Regions from separate parts of the Ovis aries genome. Here region 2 is linked to region 1. A link is a contact called in public Hi-C data. All regions are on one chromosome and are shown on one strand. Each heading gives the region's core, a stretch centred on a gene start, on an enhancer-like site or on the middle of the called end of the contact. The rest is flanking DNA. Distances are from core to core; before and after follow the strand shown. Region 1 holds the start of HIF3A (hypoxia inducible factor 3 subunit alpha). Region 2 overlaps LOC114118010 (a long non-coding RNA gene).

Region 1 (7,014 bases), core at 3,285-5,784:
GCATCAACTGCACACCCAAACAGGAGCCCTGCAGCGCCACCCCCAGGCACAATGGAGGGAGGCGTGTGGTGCCTCCTGTCTCTCTACAGATGGGAAAAATCTCATGCAAGTGGGAGGGAGGCGCAGAAGGGGACAGGCTGGGTGGAGGGGTGGAGGGAGCCAGCAACTGCCCTCATCCCCTCCCTCCTGGCTGGCGGGGGGCAGGGGCCTCCAGTCCTTCTCTGCCCAGAGGACATTCCGTCCTCCTGTCCCGTTCTGTTCCAGCCTTGTTTGTCTTCCTGCCCAGAGGGTGGGGGTGGGCGGGCCTCACTGAGCTGGGGGCCCAGACGGAGGGAACAGGGAATGGGAACAGGGACGGGGGGTAAGGGTGGGGTTGGCCCCCCCACCTCCCGGGCAGCTGGGCTCTACACTCCTCTCTGTGGCCGACTCCTTCTCCCTTCATAGAAGGAGCTAGCTGGTGGCTGCGGCGGGACCCTCCCTCTGGCTTCCAGCCTGCTCTCCGGATATTCTGACAGCAAATGTGGGTGGGCCTCTCCTGGTCTCTGGCCTTTCCCCGTATTTATTTACATATTTTAATTTTATTATTATTATTAAAGTTTTTATTGAATTTGTTACAATGTTGCTTCTGTTTTCTTGTTTTGGGGTTTTTCTTTGGCCCTGAGAAGAAAATGGCAACCCACTCCAGTGTTCTTGCCTGGAGAATCCCAGGGACGGGGGAGCCTTGGTGGGCTGCCGTCTCTGGGGTCGCACAGAGTCGGACACAACTGAAGCGACTTAGCAGCAGCAGCAGAGGCATGTGGGGTCATAGCTCCCTGACCAGGGATGGAACCCCTACCGGCTGCATTGGAAGGCGAAGCCTTAACCACTGAACCACCACGGAAGTCCCTGGCCTTTCTCTTTAAACAGACTTGGGGCTAATTCCTCTGGTTCAGCATTCCAGTCTTGACTCCATGATCTATTAGCTGTGTGACTTTGGACAAGTGGCACGGCCTCTCTGCGCCCAAGAACAGCACAAATACTCATGGGGCTGTTGTGAAGACTAAATGAGTTACTGTATGTCAAGGGCTTAGAATTGAGGCTGGCAATTGGTCAATGCTATATAAAGGTTCAACTCTTTGCGACCCCATGTACTGCAGCAGAATTCTCCAGGCAAGAATACTGGAGTGAGTTGCCACGCCCTTCTCCAGGGGATCTTCCCAACCCAGGGATCGAACCCAGGTCTCCTGCATTGCAGGCTGATTCTTTACTGTCTGAGCCACCAGGGAAGCCCAAGAATACTGGGGTGGGTGGCCTATCCCCTTCCCCAGGGGATCTTCCCAACTCAGGCATCGAACCTGGGTCTCCGGCATTGCAGGCAACTTTTATTATTCCCTCTTTGTCCACATCAGGGATGGAAGGCTTAGGAGGCTCGTAGGCTCTGGAGAAACCTTTGGGCTTCGGTGGTAACCCCATGGTGTGTTGTGTTGTGCGTGTGCAATCACACGTGACTTTTACACAATACTTTGAGAAAAAGACTAAATCATAGTGATACTAATAATAATGATAGCGCTGGTGTATTGAAAACTTATGAGCTTAGAGATCCCATTAACTCCCTTCAACAACCCTGCTGCTGCTGCTGCTGCTAAGTTGCTTCAGTCATGTCCGACTCTGTGCGACCCCATAGACGGCAGCCCACCAGGCTCCTCCATCCCTGGGATTCTCCAGGCAAGAACACTGGAGTGGGCCGCCATTTCCCTCTCCAATGCATGAAAGTGAAAAGTGAAAGTTAAGTCGCTCAGTCATGTCTGACTCTTAGTGACCCCATGGACTGCAGCCCACCAGGTTCCTCCGTCCATGGGAGTTTCCAGGCAAGAGTACTGGAGTGGGGTGCCATTGCCTTCTCCTTCAACAACCCTAAGCACCTGGAAAAGTGATCTCCCTTTTACAGAGTCAGAAACTGAGTCTCCAAGCAATTGCATTATCAGCCCAAGTAACCAAGCTGGTAATCCCAGGACCCTCCACCAATGCGCAGCAGCTATGCTCAACGCTTCTGTGAATCCAATCACGCATTTGCTTTTGCCCAGAATCCTGTCTGACTTGAACAGTTTATTGCCCACCTATGGAGTATTCTGCCTCAAAGGTCTGTCCCATTACCACTCATCATCTAGATCTGGTGCAGAAGATGGGAAGTAGAACCTTCATTTTCCAGGCTATGAAACTGAGGCTCAGAGAGCAGCCTGCTGGCATAAAGCCACACAGCCGGGAAGCTGGTGAGATACGATTTGAACCCTGATTTTGGGGCCTGGGCTTTTAAGTGCCATGCCTTGGTGAGCATGCCACCCAAAGGACCCCTCTCCAGCCCCTCCACCACCCAGTGGACCCCTGTCCTTTCCCCTGCTCCCACCCCTGCTGCCTCCGGATTTCCCCAGCTGGCCCCATGCCCAGCCCTGGTCCAGCCCCTTGGCACTCTGCCCAGGTTGAGACGTGCAGCTGGAGCCCTGCCACCCTTCCTCTGTGTTCCAGCAGAGAACAGGGGGTGGAGCCAGACTGGGAGGCCCCAGGGTAAGGCCTGGGATGGGGACTAGGGCCTGGTGCCCCCCCTACCAGGAGACGGAGAAGCCCACTTCTTCCCTGTCCTGAAGAAATTGCCCCTGAGAGCAAAGGAACGGAGAAAGTGGGGACACTGGCCCCACATTCGGGGCTGCTCCTGGGCCTCTCCTGACAATCAACTGGGTATTGGGGGTCTTGCAAAAAGTATAGAGGATCTGGGGGGCCTTAGGCTGAACCCATGCAAGGATCCTCTTGGCAATGCCCTGAGGTGGCCTGAAAAGGCCAGAGGCAGGGTTTGGGTTGGAGAAGGGACTTGGGGCAGGGGGTTGGGAGAGTCTCTCTACTCCTGACTCTGCGCATTCCCAAGGACCTGGTAATCCAGTGGGGTGCCTGTACCCCAAGTTCTCTGTTCTCTGGGAACCCTCTGACCTAGGAGACACCCAGGGCCAAGTGCCCATCGGGGCTTCCCGAGAATCACCTTTGCCTGGGGTGGGATGGCAGTTAGCCAGAGCTGGAAGAGGGGGAAGGAAGTATGGGGGCCCACTCACCATCACCCAGACCCTCTTTGGCCCAAATGCCATCCTAAGGGTGCAGGAGGGGATGGAGCGTGGCTGGGATCCGGGTGCAAGTTATGAGTGGGTGGTGCGCAGGCTCAGATGACACCAAAGGAAAGGGCTGTCCTTAGATGGGGAGGGGGTGAGCGCCCCCAGCTCAGCCAAGAGGGGCCCCCACCCAGCCAGGAGGGGCTGGGCCAGGGCTGGCCCAGAAAGGGTGGGATAGAGTTTCCCTGGCAGGCCCAGAGCCAGAGACTAGAATAGAATTGGTGGGGGAGTATAGGTGAGGGGGGGAGGGATGTGAAAACATGGGGGTGTAGACAGATCCAATCAGACCTGTGAAGCCAGGGAGGAGGGAAGGGGGTGAGGCTTCCTGGACGCCTCAGATTGGACGGGAGAAATCAAGGGCTTGAGATACTTTCCGGGGTTCCATGCAAACATGGCCAGACAGGACCCCCTGGCTGTGGACCCAGAACACCAGTTCCCTGTGCTGCCCAGCAGGTCTGCACCTGTTGGGAAGGGAACACAGAAACCCACTCCCTGCCCAGGATGACCTAGCTGGCTGCTGCAGCAGGGGGCGCACCCATCACAGCTCGCACTGAAGCAGGCATAGCACCCTCTCTGGGGTCTTCCCAAATAAGGCTTGGGTGCCGCTTCCCACTGTCAAAGGGACTGGGTGGGGTTGGAGGAGTCAGATAAGAGGCTAGACTTTGGGAAGTGGGTCAGGCTGTTTTCCTATTATTAAAGGGATGACCCTACCTTTCACAAGAATACAAGGAAAGCCCTTGGGAAGGGTCCCCCAGGTGGCTCCTGAATCTGCCTATTCCTAGGCAACCCAAGGTTTGGGAAACAGTATCAGGGAGGGTCCAGTTACGGAGGTTCCCTCTTGAATCAATAGCCGACTCCCAATTCCAAGGGATTCCGTTTATCTGGGAAGGCTCAATTCGGGGCCGTCCTGTATCTCCTAGGACCCCAGGGGTCTTGCGTCAAAGAACAGCCTCAATTCTGGGGGCTCGGAGGCCAGAAAAGTTACTTACTCTGAAGAGGGAAAATGCCTCCCGCAGAAGCCTGGGAACTGCTCAAATGCAACCGCCCCAATTCCGTGGGGACCCCGAGTTTCACCCCTAATCAGAAAGGGAAGCGAACCCGGAGCAGCAGGAAACCGGGGATCAAGACCCCGAAGTCGCTCCTGGCTAGAGGGGCGTGGCAGCCTGGACTTGGGGGAAATGCCCCCACCCCTGCTATCCCCTAGGGTGGAGGGTGCGGCGGGGATGTGCCTGCAACCGCCCGTCCGAGGGCACCCTAGGCTTGCACCCGCTCCTTCCCCTCCCGGCTCAGGGGTCGCTGGAAGAAGAGCCCCCAGTTCTCATCACTCCTGCCCGCGAAGCCCAGTACCTTGCGCGCTGTAGTCCCAGCGCCATGACTCGCCAGTCGCAGCTCCGGAGCCCTTCGAGGCCCCTAGCCCCCTCCCCTGCCCCGCGAGCCCCCTCCTCAGCCCCTCCTCCCGCTGCACGGTTGGCTGCCCCGCGCCCTGCCCGCGGCTCTGATTGGCTGATGGGTCAGTCACTTCCAAGAAAGAGGCGGGACCAGAGACCGAGCCTTAGAACGCCAGGCGTGTGTGTGTGCAGGGGGCGGGTACCGAGGAATACACACACACACACCGCCACACCCCTTGCCGCGGACTTCTAGGCAGTGTCACCCGCACGGTGCACAGTCGGCGGGCCTCGCCTTCTGGCCCAGTCTATCCCGCCAAGTTCCGACACCGACACTCTTCTGAACCCACCTAGTTCGCTCTGTCCCTCACACCCCAGCCCCCACCGTCTAACTCCCACCCCCGGCTCACCCCTCCACTTTCTACCCCCAGATGGGCCCCTCCGACTTCCAATCCCACCCCCTCCAGTGGCCAAGCCCTGCCTCCGGAGTCGCCCAGCTCCACCTACTCTGTCTCGTCTTCCCCATCCACCGAGCCCCCCGCTTTTCCTCTTCGCCCCCAACTCCCAACCCCACCCACCCCAGTTCTACAGTCCCTCCCCTTCTGTACCGCACCGTCCCCTCTCAGTTCCCTGCCCCTTCCTTCCACCCGCTCATCCCTCCGTCTCGCCCCCATACCCCCTGGTCCGCGCTCCTCTGGTCTGGCACCCCTCAGTCCCCAACCCCGCCTCCTTGCCTCTTGAACTCTCTTTGCAGGTTCTCTCTGGTGAGTGATTAAGTTTATGTCAGGCAAATTTTCAAAACTCAATCACACCCACTCTTCAGAAGAGCGGAGATGTGGTAGCTTTCTACCAGTGAAATAAGTAAGAAGGTAGACAGGGAGTGTTACAATTGGCTAAAGTGGGTGTTAATCCACCGCAGGTCAATATTCTGGATACAGCTTTGGGCAGAGAAAAGGACACTATAGCAGAAGTCTGTGGATTTTGCCCACCCTAGTATCCCGTTCAGTTTTCTTTTGGGGAACTTCTTCTCTCTTCTTTATTTATTTATTAAATACTTTTACTTATTTATTTATTTGGCCGCACCGGGTCTTAGTTGCAGCACATGGGATCTCTAGTTGCAACATACGAACTCTTAGTTGCAGCATGTAGGATATAGTTCCCTGACCAGAGATCAAACCCAAGCCCACATGCATTGGGAGTGCAGAGGTTCAGCCATTGGACCACCAGGGAAGTCCCTCGGTCTATTTAATTTGAGCAGGACTGGCCGTAACCCTCCCATCACCAGCTCCAGGGACTGGTGATAGGTTGGTTTAGTCACTAAGTCATGTCAGACTCTTGCAACCCCATGGACTGTAGCCCACCAGACTCCTCTGTCCATGGGATTTCCCAGGCAAGAACACTGAAGAGGGTTGCCATTTCCTCCTCCAAGGGATCATCTCAACCCAGGGATCGAACCCAGGTCTCCTGCATTGGCAATTGGATTCTTTACCACTTAGCCACCACGGACTAGACCTAGCCAGTTTATTCTGTTTCTCAGATCACAGTGATTAGTTCAGGGAAGGTATGTGACCTAACCTAGCCTAGTGACAACCAGCCCTGAGACATTTGCTGCAACTATCATGAAAGATGTTCTCTTTCTCCTGGAGTTGCCAAGCTAGTGGGATGTGAACCTGGAGCTTACAGGGCTCTGTTGCCAAGAAAGGCTTTATGAGATGAATGTCAACACAGGGGAAAGCAGAAATGAAAGTTTGTGAAAGATAGTCTTGACACTAGCACTTAGGTGCCTGAATCTGGCCTTACCTGAACACCATTTTAATCATGGAACCATTATGGGGTTTTTGGTGGTTGCTGTTATTGTTAAATATTGTTTTATTTATTTACTCTGTGCTTAGATTAGTTGAGTTGATGTCAGCTGCTTACCCTCCAAAGAATCTGGATAAACTGAGGGACTATGTCCTAAACCTCAGGAGAGAGATGTGTGAATGAGAGGCCAAATCTAGAAAAGGCTGCAGGAGAAGCAGTATTCTATTCAAGGGAGCAGGGGTTATCCAACTCACAGCAGAAAGCCAATCTGAGGCCTTACGGTGTCCAAGGAAAACTAGCATATGTTAAACAAAATTAAAACAGGACTAAAACTTATACACATAGATGCGCCAGGCATCTATGATCTAGGTATGATCTAGGTATGATCTAAGTTTAATGTTTTAAACTTCACTTGGTTGTTCCTGGCAGCAAAAGCAATACAGGAAATGTGTTTGTTGAAATAGTTTCTAAGTTTTGCTAAAAGGATATGTCTGAGGGACTTCCCTGGTAGTCCGGTGGCTAAGACTCTGTGCTCCCAAAGCAGGGGTCCCGAGTTCAATCCCTGGTCAGGGAACCAAATCCCATATGCTACAAATAAGGTTTCACACGCCGCAATAAGAAGATCCTGCATGCCACGACTTAGATCAAAGATCCCATATGTTGCAGCAAAGATACGATGCAGTCAAATAAATTGA
Region 2 (7,437 bases), core at 1,939-4,438, 63 kb before region 1:
CTTCAGAGCAACCTTCCTGACCTGAGTGAGCACCCGCCAAGGGCCGGTAATAAACTGGGGGGGAAACACTGGCTTGAATAGGAAACTGTAGCGAGAAGAGTTCTGACTGCAGGTCACAGCTGTAAGGTCATTCTAATAAGAATTTGGGCCAGAACCTCCAGGGAGCCGGGGTCACTTCTTCAACATTTTTTATTTTTCTTCATTGACAGCTGATTGACCAAAGGGTATCATGGAGCAAAATGATGGACTGAAAAGGTGGATTTGTTTAAAACGTGTCCTCTGTTGGTTCCATTCGCCTAGAAGTCCGTGATCTTTCATTCCGCTGACACTTTCTAATCAAATTATTTCATTTTACGATCTCTGAGGCATTCATTTTAAGTTTTGTGTAGGGAGCGTGAGGAAGTATTTGCTGTCCGAAGCCAGAGGAAAAAACAGACCTGAATTTCTTCAGGCTTGGCAGACTGATGTTACTGAGTGTGTTCCAACAGAAAAAAGGGCAATACTGTGGAATCTCTGCCCCCCCCCCCCCCCCCCACACACACACACACACACACACACACACACACACAAAGCTCTGCAAGTGCCTCTTCAGAGGGCAGTCTTTTCAGAGTTCACATAAAGACCTGCCTGAGTGTGGAAGGGGATTTACAAGTTGCTGTGTGATTGCTGGCCTGTGGGCTGAAATTCAGCAAGAACTCTGGGAAGTCAGGCTAAATGAGAGCAGATAGTTTGTTGCTTGAATCTCCAAACACTTATTTGACTTCTTACAGATATTTCAGATCAGTGATGCTGGGCCAGTCTTGCTACCTTTGCTATACACCTGAACTTACTACAGTGCTGTGAATCAGCTAGATGTGTCTGCTTAGGCGCTCAGTCACGTGCAATTCTTTGCGACTGCATGGACCAGCCAGGCTCTGAGGCAGGCTCTGAGCCCACCAGGCTCCTCTGTCCGTGGGATTCTCCAGGAAAGAATACTGGAATGGATTGTCATTTTCGTCTCCGGGAGATTGTCCTGACCCAGGGATTGAACTTGGGCCTCACGCATTCCAGGCAGATCGTTTATCATCTGAAATCAACTATACTTCAATAAAAATAAATACACATTCATATTTTTAAGGAAAGATGAGATCATCCTGAATTAGCCAAGTGGGCCCTAAATCCAATGACAAGTATCGTGGGAGACAGAAGCCCTTGTAAAGATGGAGGCATTGATTGGAGACAGGAAATGCCAAGAGAGCAAAACTGAAAGAGAAGAGGAAGAAATCTCCCCTAGAGCCCTGCTGACATCTTGATTTCGAACTTCCAGCCTCCAGAATCGTGAGAGAGTACACTTCAGTTGCTTTAAGCCACCCAATTTGTGGGGATTTGTTACACAGCCTTAGGAAACTCAGGTGGATCTAGATTGGACCTGGATGCCTCTGTAGATACACAGACAAGGACACAGCTGTAGACACGGCTGTAGCTCTAGATAAGGATACAGCTGTCAGTGTGGACATGGATGCACGTGCTTAGATCGAGACCTATAGACAGAGAGAACAAGATCTTGAGGAAACCCTGACCCAGGAGTGGAGCCCCTGGGCTAAGCACGGGGTACTCACTGCCAAAGGGAAGCTGCCGTGCAGTCACAGACACAGCCTCCCACAAACACTCCACCACCAAACTCTCAAGGTTTTCTGGAGAATCCGAGTATCTGAAATGGCTTTCTTTAGTGGCTCCAGCAAGTTTGCTCTCTCTTTTTTTTTTTAAAGTAAGTAACCTAGAGATGAGTTATAGGCTTCCCTAATGGCGCAGTGGGAAAGAATCTGCCTGCCAAGATGGAAACAGCAACCCGCTCCAGTGTTCTTGTATGGGAAATCCCATGGACAGACAGGAGCCTGGTGGGCTACAGTCCATGGGGTCACAAAGAGCTGGATACAACTGAGCGACTGAGCACGCACACACACAGATGGGTTATTTATTATTCTTATTTTTGGCTGTGCTGCGCCTTCGTTGTGCAGCGTGGCGGTGTGCAGGCTTAGCTGCTCTGTGGCGTGTGGGATGTTAGTTCCCCCACCAGGGATTAAACCTGAGTCCCCTGCATTGGAAGGCAGATTCTCAACCACTGGACCACCAGGAAAGTCCCAAGCTTGCTCTTTTCTGTTGCAAGTTTTCTGGATAATCGTTTTTGCCCTCCCACCTCAAGTGTAAAAACAAAACTTGTTCGCAGATGGCCGGAAGCTTTCTGTCTTATCTTTCTCATAGAAATCCTGCTTTGTCTTTATGCCTTGCCAGCAGTCTGCCTCTCCTTTCAATGCTGATAACTGTCTTCAAGTTAGACACAGGGCTTTGGAGCCCAGGAAAGAGGAGGGAAGTAGAAAGGGCTGGGGGAGGAGGGGTGGTCTGGGCCACTAGGGAGAGTGGGGAGAGGAGTGTCCACGATACCATTTTGAGGGTTCAGCAGCCAAGGCCTTTAAACCAAATCCAAAGAGAGAGAAACTGCCCCAAATGAGTCATGCGGCAGATCTGGCAAAGAGGCTAAGAAAACTCCTGTAAACATCCCTTTTGGGACTTCCTAGTGGTCTGTTGGCTAAGACTCCTCACTCCCTATGCAGGGGGCTGGGATTTGTCCCTAGTCAGGGAACTAGATCCCACAAGCCACATAGGAGTTCTCACGCTGCAGCCTAAATGCTACAACTAAGACTTGGTGCAGCTGAGTAAATAAATAATGAATTTTTAAAAAATCCCTGTGTTAATGACAGGAAGACTGAGGTCCAGATAGGAGGGGACATAAAGAAGGGTAAACGTCAAATTCTTTGATTCTGGCTCAGTTAAAATTGGTAGTTGAAATCAAATGATGCAAATTAGAAATACGTGCATCTTATACAAACGATTATTTGAAAAAAAAAAAAAGTGAAATAGAGAAAAGATACTCCCTTGGACTTCCCTGGTGGTCCAGTGGTTAAGAACCCTCCTGTGAATGCAGGGAACATGGGGTCGAGCCGTGGTCCCGGAAGGTTCCATATGCCTCAGGGCAACTGAGCCCACGGGACACAGCTACGAAAGCCCGCCCTGAAGCCCATGCTCTGCAACAAGAGCAGCCACCGCAGTGAGAGGCCTAAGCTCCACAACTGGGGAAAGCCACAGAGAGTCAGTGCAGCCAAATCAAACGAATGAATAGAAAGGGACTCACTTTACCCTGGTGCTGTACTGCCATCTGCTGGAACAGTGTTGTTACAAATATAGAACACGACGGCCCTGGTGGCTCAAACGGTAAAGAATCTGCCTACCAGTGCAGAAGGCCCAGCTTTGATCACTGGGTAGGGACGATCCCCTGGAGAAGGAAATGGCAACCCACTCCAGCATTGTTGCCTGGGAAATCCCATGAATAGCGGATCCTGGCAGACTACAGTCCACGGATCCCAAGGAGTCAGACACACCACATACACATGACCTTTACGGCGCCCCCAGACCTGAAAGAGCTGACAGTCCCAGAAGGCGTTCAGTCGCCCAGTCGTGTTCGACTCTTCTCAAACTGCAGCACGCCAGGCCTCCCTGTCCATCACCAACTCCTGGAGTTCACTCAAACTCACGTCCATCGAGTCCGTGATGCCATCCAGCCATCTCATCCTCTGTCGCCCTCTTCTTCTGCCTTCAGTCTTTCTCAGCAACAGGGTCTTTTCCCAGTCCCCAAAGTTATCTAATGAGAAATCTTGAAAGGACAGATGGTTAACAAAAATGCTTTGAGAACTGCAAAGCCCTGAGGGATTTAGGAGCCTTTATTATCCATGGTAAGATTGCGAACCATCTGTCCTAAATGGAGAAAAAAAAGATTATCCAGGTGGGATGAATTCTTATTTAACTTAAATCTTTATGTATTCTGTGTCCGATAGTCATGAAAATTCAGTTTGTCTATTTTGTTTGTGGCAAAGGGTCAAAAGCTTTCCCCCACACGTTCCACTTTTAGCATTAGCGTGGAAGGTCTTATTACCACCCGTTCAAAGAGCTCGGCCCCTTCCTCGCTGTGTCCTCAGGCAGACTGCTTGCTTGACTCTGTGCCTCGGTTTCCTCATCTGTAAAATGGTGATTCTTGTTGTGAGGAGCCAGTGCGTTCCTGTCTGCAAACGGCCTGACATGCTCAGTATTACTGCAAAATGGTTAAAGGCACAGACCTGAGCCAGCTCTGTGTTCAAATTCCAACTCTGCTGCTTGACGGCTATGTGAGCCGGGACACAGAACTTAATCTCTCTGCCCTTCAATTTGCTTCTCTGTAAAATGGGCATCTGTCCACACAAATGGACTTCTCTATGTAACAGAAACAGACTCACAGGCCTAAAGCACAGCTGTGTGGTTGCCAAGGAGGAAGAAGAGGGGGGAACAGGAGGATTGGGAGTTTGGGGTTAGCTGATGCAAAAACTATTATGTATAGAACGGATAACAAGGTCCTACTGTATAGCGCAGGGAACGAGATTCCATTCTTGTGATAAATCATAATGAAAAAGAATATGAAAAGGAATGTGCATATATATGTCTGAATCATTTTGCCGCACAGCAGAAATTAACACACTGTAAATCAATTACATATTCTTCAATACATTTTTTTAAAGTGTGTCTATTCACAGTGTTGGCATAAGAATTAAATGTTAATACATGTAAAGTACTTAGAGCCAGCCACGTAGCAATTCCTTATGAGTTGCCTGACAAGGTCTTCACTTTATAGACGAGGAAGCAAGTTTGCAAGGATCCTAGTGTTTCCCTTGAAGGCCTTCCGCAGTGCTGGTGGGAGAAACCCCCACAGGTCTGGGCAGACCGCTCTCCAGCCCAGGGTCTCTGCAGGCCAGGCTGGGCGGTGGTCCTCCAGCATCCCTTCCCTGGCTGATTTCTTTCTCCCTATGTCTGCACCCTGCTTCCCTGTTTTTAAAGGGAATGCATTTTTGTTTTTCTAAATATTGGTCTCATGTGTTTTTTGTTGTTGTTGTGGCAAAAAACACATAACATGCAATTTACCAATTAACTTACCGCACTGTAAAATGCATGACTCAAGTGCATTTATGACATCCACAACATTGTGTAACTCATGTCTTTCTAGTTCCATAACATTTCCATCACTCTTAAAAAACCCTCGCACCCGTTAAGCAGTCACTTCCTCTTCTCCCTTCCCTCCAGCTCCCGGCAACCACTAGACTGTATTCTGTCTGTCTCTATGGATTTGCCTCTTCTGGACATTTCTGACCAATGGGATTGTACAATATGTGGCCTTTTGTGTTCAGCTTCTTCCATTAGCATCACGTTTTCAAGGGTTCTGTTGTAGCATGGATCAGAACTTCATCCCCGCCCCTCCGCCCTTTTTTATTTATTTGGCTGCATCAGGTCTTAGTTCTGGTATGTGGTTCTTTCCTTGTGGCGCACAGGCTTCCTAGCTGGCACAGGCTTAGTTGCCCTGTGGCATGTGGGATCTATTTCCTGACCAAGAAAAGAACCCAAGTACCCTGCACTGGAAGGTGGATTCTTAACCACTGGATCACCAGGTAAGTCCCAAACTTCGTTCCTTTGTAAGCCTGAGTTAATATTCTATTCTATGAATAGACCACATTTTTTTTATTCATTTGTTTGACAGGCCTTTGGGTTGTTTGTGTCTTTTGGCTACAGTGAATAATGCTGCTATGATCATTCGTGTACTGGGGTTTTTGTTTGAACCACCTGTTTTCGCTTCCCTTAGGTATACACCTATAGGTAGAATTGCTGTGTGTCGGGACTGTGCCTAGGAATGGCAGTTCTGCTTAACCTTCATTAAATGGTCTAGCATGGTGGCTATGTCGTTTTCCAGTCCCACCACCAAAGGAGGGTTCCTACGTCCCGGTGGCTGCTGTTTTTTTTTTTTTTTTTTTTTTTTAAATATTTACTTATTTGGCTGTGCTGGGTTTCAGTTACAACACTTGGGATCTTTAGTTATGGCATGTAGAATGTAGTTCCCTGAACCAAGGGAGTGTGGCGTCTTAGCCACTGGACCACCAGGGAGGTCCTTGATGCTGGTTTTTATTTATTTTTATTTATTTATTTATTTTGATGCTGGTTTTTAAAATGCAGGCTGAAAAGCATGAGGCCCCTTTGAAGCTGCCCCTTTAGTCATCCTGAGACAGACCCTCACCCCAGCCCTCCTGTCACCCTCCGGCTTCAGCCTCTTCCATCATGTTCATTCCCCAGCTCCTCAAGCTGGCTCCCTCATTCTTTGGGCCCCTAGCCCCATGATCATGTTAACTCTGGATGTAAGCAGATCTGGGGACCGGATCCTGACTCCTTGCTCAGCAGGTGCTCCGGGCCAGTGGTCTGTTCCCTCACCATCACCGTGAAAACACCAGAAAGAAACCAGAGGGACTTTCTCTGGGTGCAGGGAAAAGCATTCTAACTTTGACTCAAAAGCCAGAGGCAATAGCAGAAAAACCAACGCATTTGATTTCTTAAAAATAGGGAATCCCCTGGTGAGTGGTTAGAATTCAGTGCTTTCACTGTCAGGGGCCTGGGTTCAATCCCTGGTCGGGGAACTACTGCAAGCCTCGCAGCCAAAAATTATAAAGCTGAGAGAAAATTATTTCTAATATATATCACAAATCCAGGGCTTCTCTGGTGGCTCAGTGGTAAAGAATCTGCCTGCAATGCAGGAGACACAGGAGAATTGGGTTCGATCCCTGGGTGGGGAAGATCCCCTGGAGGAGGAAATGGCAAGCCACTTATTCTTGCTGGGGAAATCCCATGGACAGAGCAGCCTCGTGGGCTACAGTCTGTGGAGTCACAAAGAGTTGCACACAACTGAGGCCTCACCACCATCATCACAAGGACGGCGTCACACATCTCTCAGGCTAGCAAAGGAATGCTCAAAATTCTCCAAGCCAGGCTTCAGCAGTACGTGAACTGAGAACTTGATGTCTAAGTTGTTCAAGCTGGATTTAGATAAGGAGGAGGAACCAGAGATAAAACTGCCAACATCCACTGGATCACAGAAAAAGAGAGTTCCATAAAAACATCTGCTTTATTGACTATGCCACAGCCTTTGACTTCGTGGATCACAACACATTGTGGAAAACTCTTGAAAAGATGGTAATTCCAGATCACCTGACCTGCCTCCTGAGAAACCTGTATGCAGGTCAAGAAGCAACAGTTAGAACTGGACATGGAACAACAGACTGGTTCTAAATTGGGAAAGGTGTACATCAAGGCAGTATATTGTCACCCTGCTTATTTAACTTATATGCAGAGTACATCATGCGAAATGCTGGGCTGGATGAAGCACAAGCTGGAATCAAGATTGCTGGGAGAAATATCAATAACCTCAGATACGCAGATGATACCACCCTTACGGCAGAAAATAAAGAGGAACAAAAGAGCTTCTTGATGAAAGTGAAAGAGGAGAGTGAAAAAGCTGGCTCAAAATTCAACATTCAGAAATCTAAGATCCTGGCATTT

Evidence for each region. Hi-C and Micro-C count contacts between places; a contact is called where the count stands out from the background.
Region 2: a contact with region 1 is called in a Hi-C map of liver, with 4 times the contacts expected there. The contact joins the enhancer-like site here to the promoter of HIF3A in region 1. A contact is called at or near these places in 3 of 16 Hi-C or Micro-C datasets (hypothalamus, liver and mixed tissues).

What each region holds. Positions count from the first base shown.
Region 1 is chr14:53,339,498-53,346,511 of ARS-UI_Ramb_v3.0, reverse strand. HIF3A (hypoxia inducible factor 3 subunit alpha) reads right to left here and starts at 4,534. Exons shown (of 15, transcript XM_012190565.3): 1 at 4,479-4,534. The coding sequence starts at 4,504.
Region 2 is chr14:53,400,397-53,407,833 of ARS-UI_Ramb_v3.0, reverse strand. It overlaps LOC114118010 (a long non-coding RNA gene), which reads left to right. Exons shown (of 4, transcript XR_009596224.1): 3 at 5,388-7,437. Among named protein-coding and RNA genes, the nearest start is that of PNMA8A, 22 kb to the left of the region's middle. Within about 2 kb of position 3,188, at least 3 of the 54 cell types and tissues checked have an H3K27ac peak or open chromatin away from gene starts, as enhancers often do. A contact at or near this core is called in liver, where this site is marked.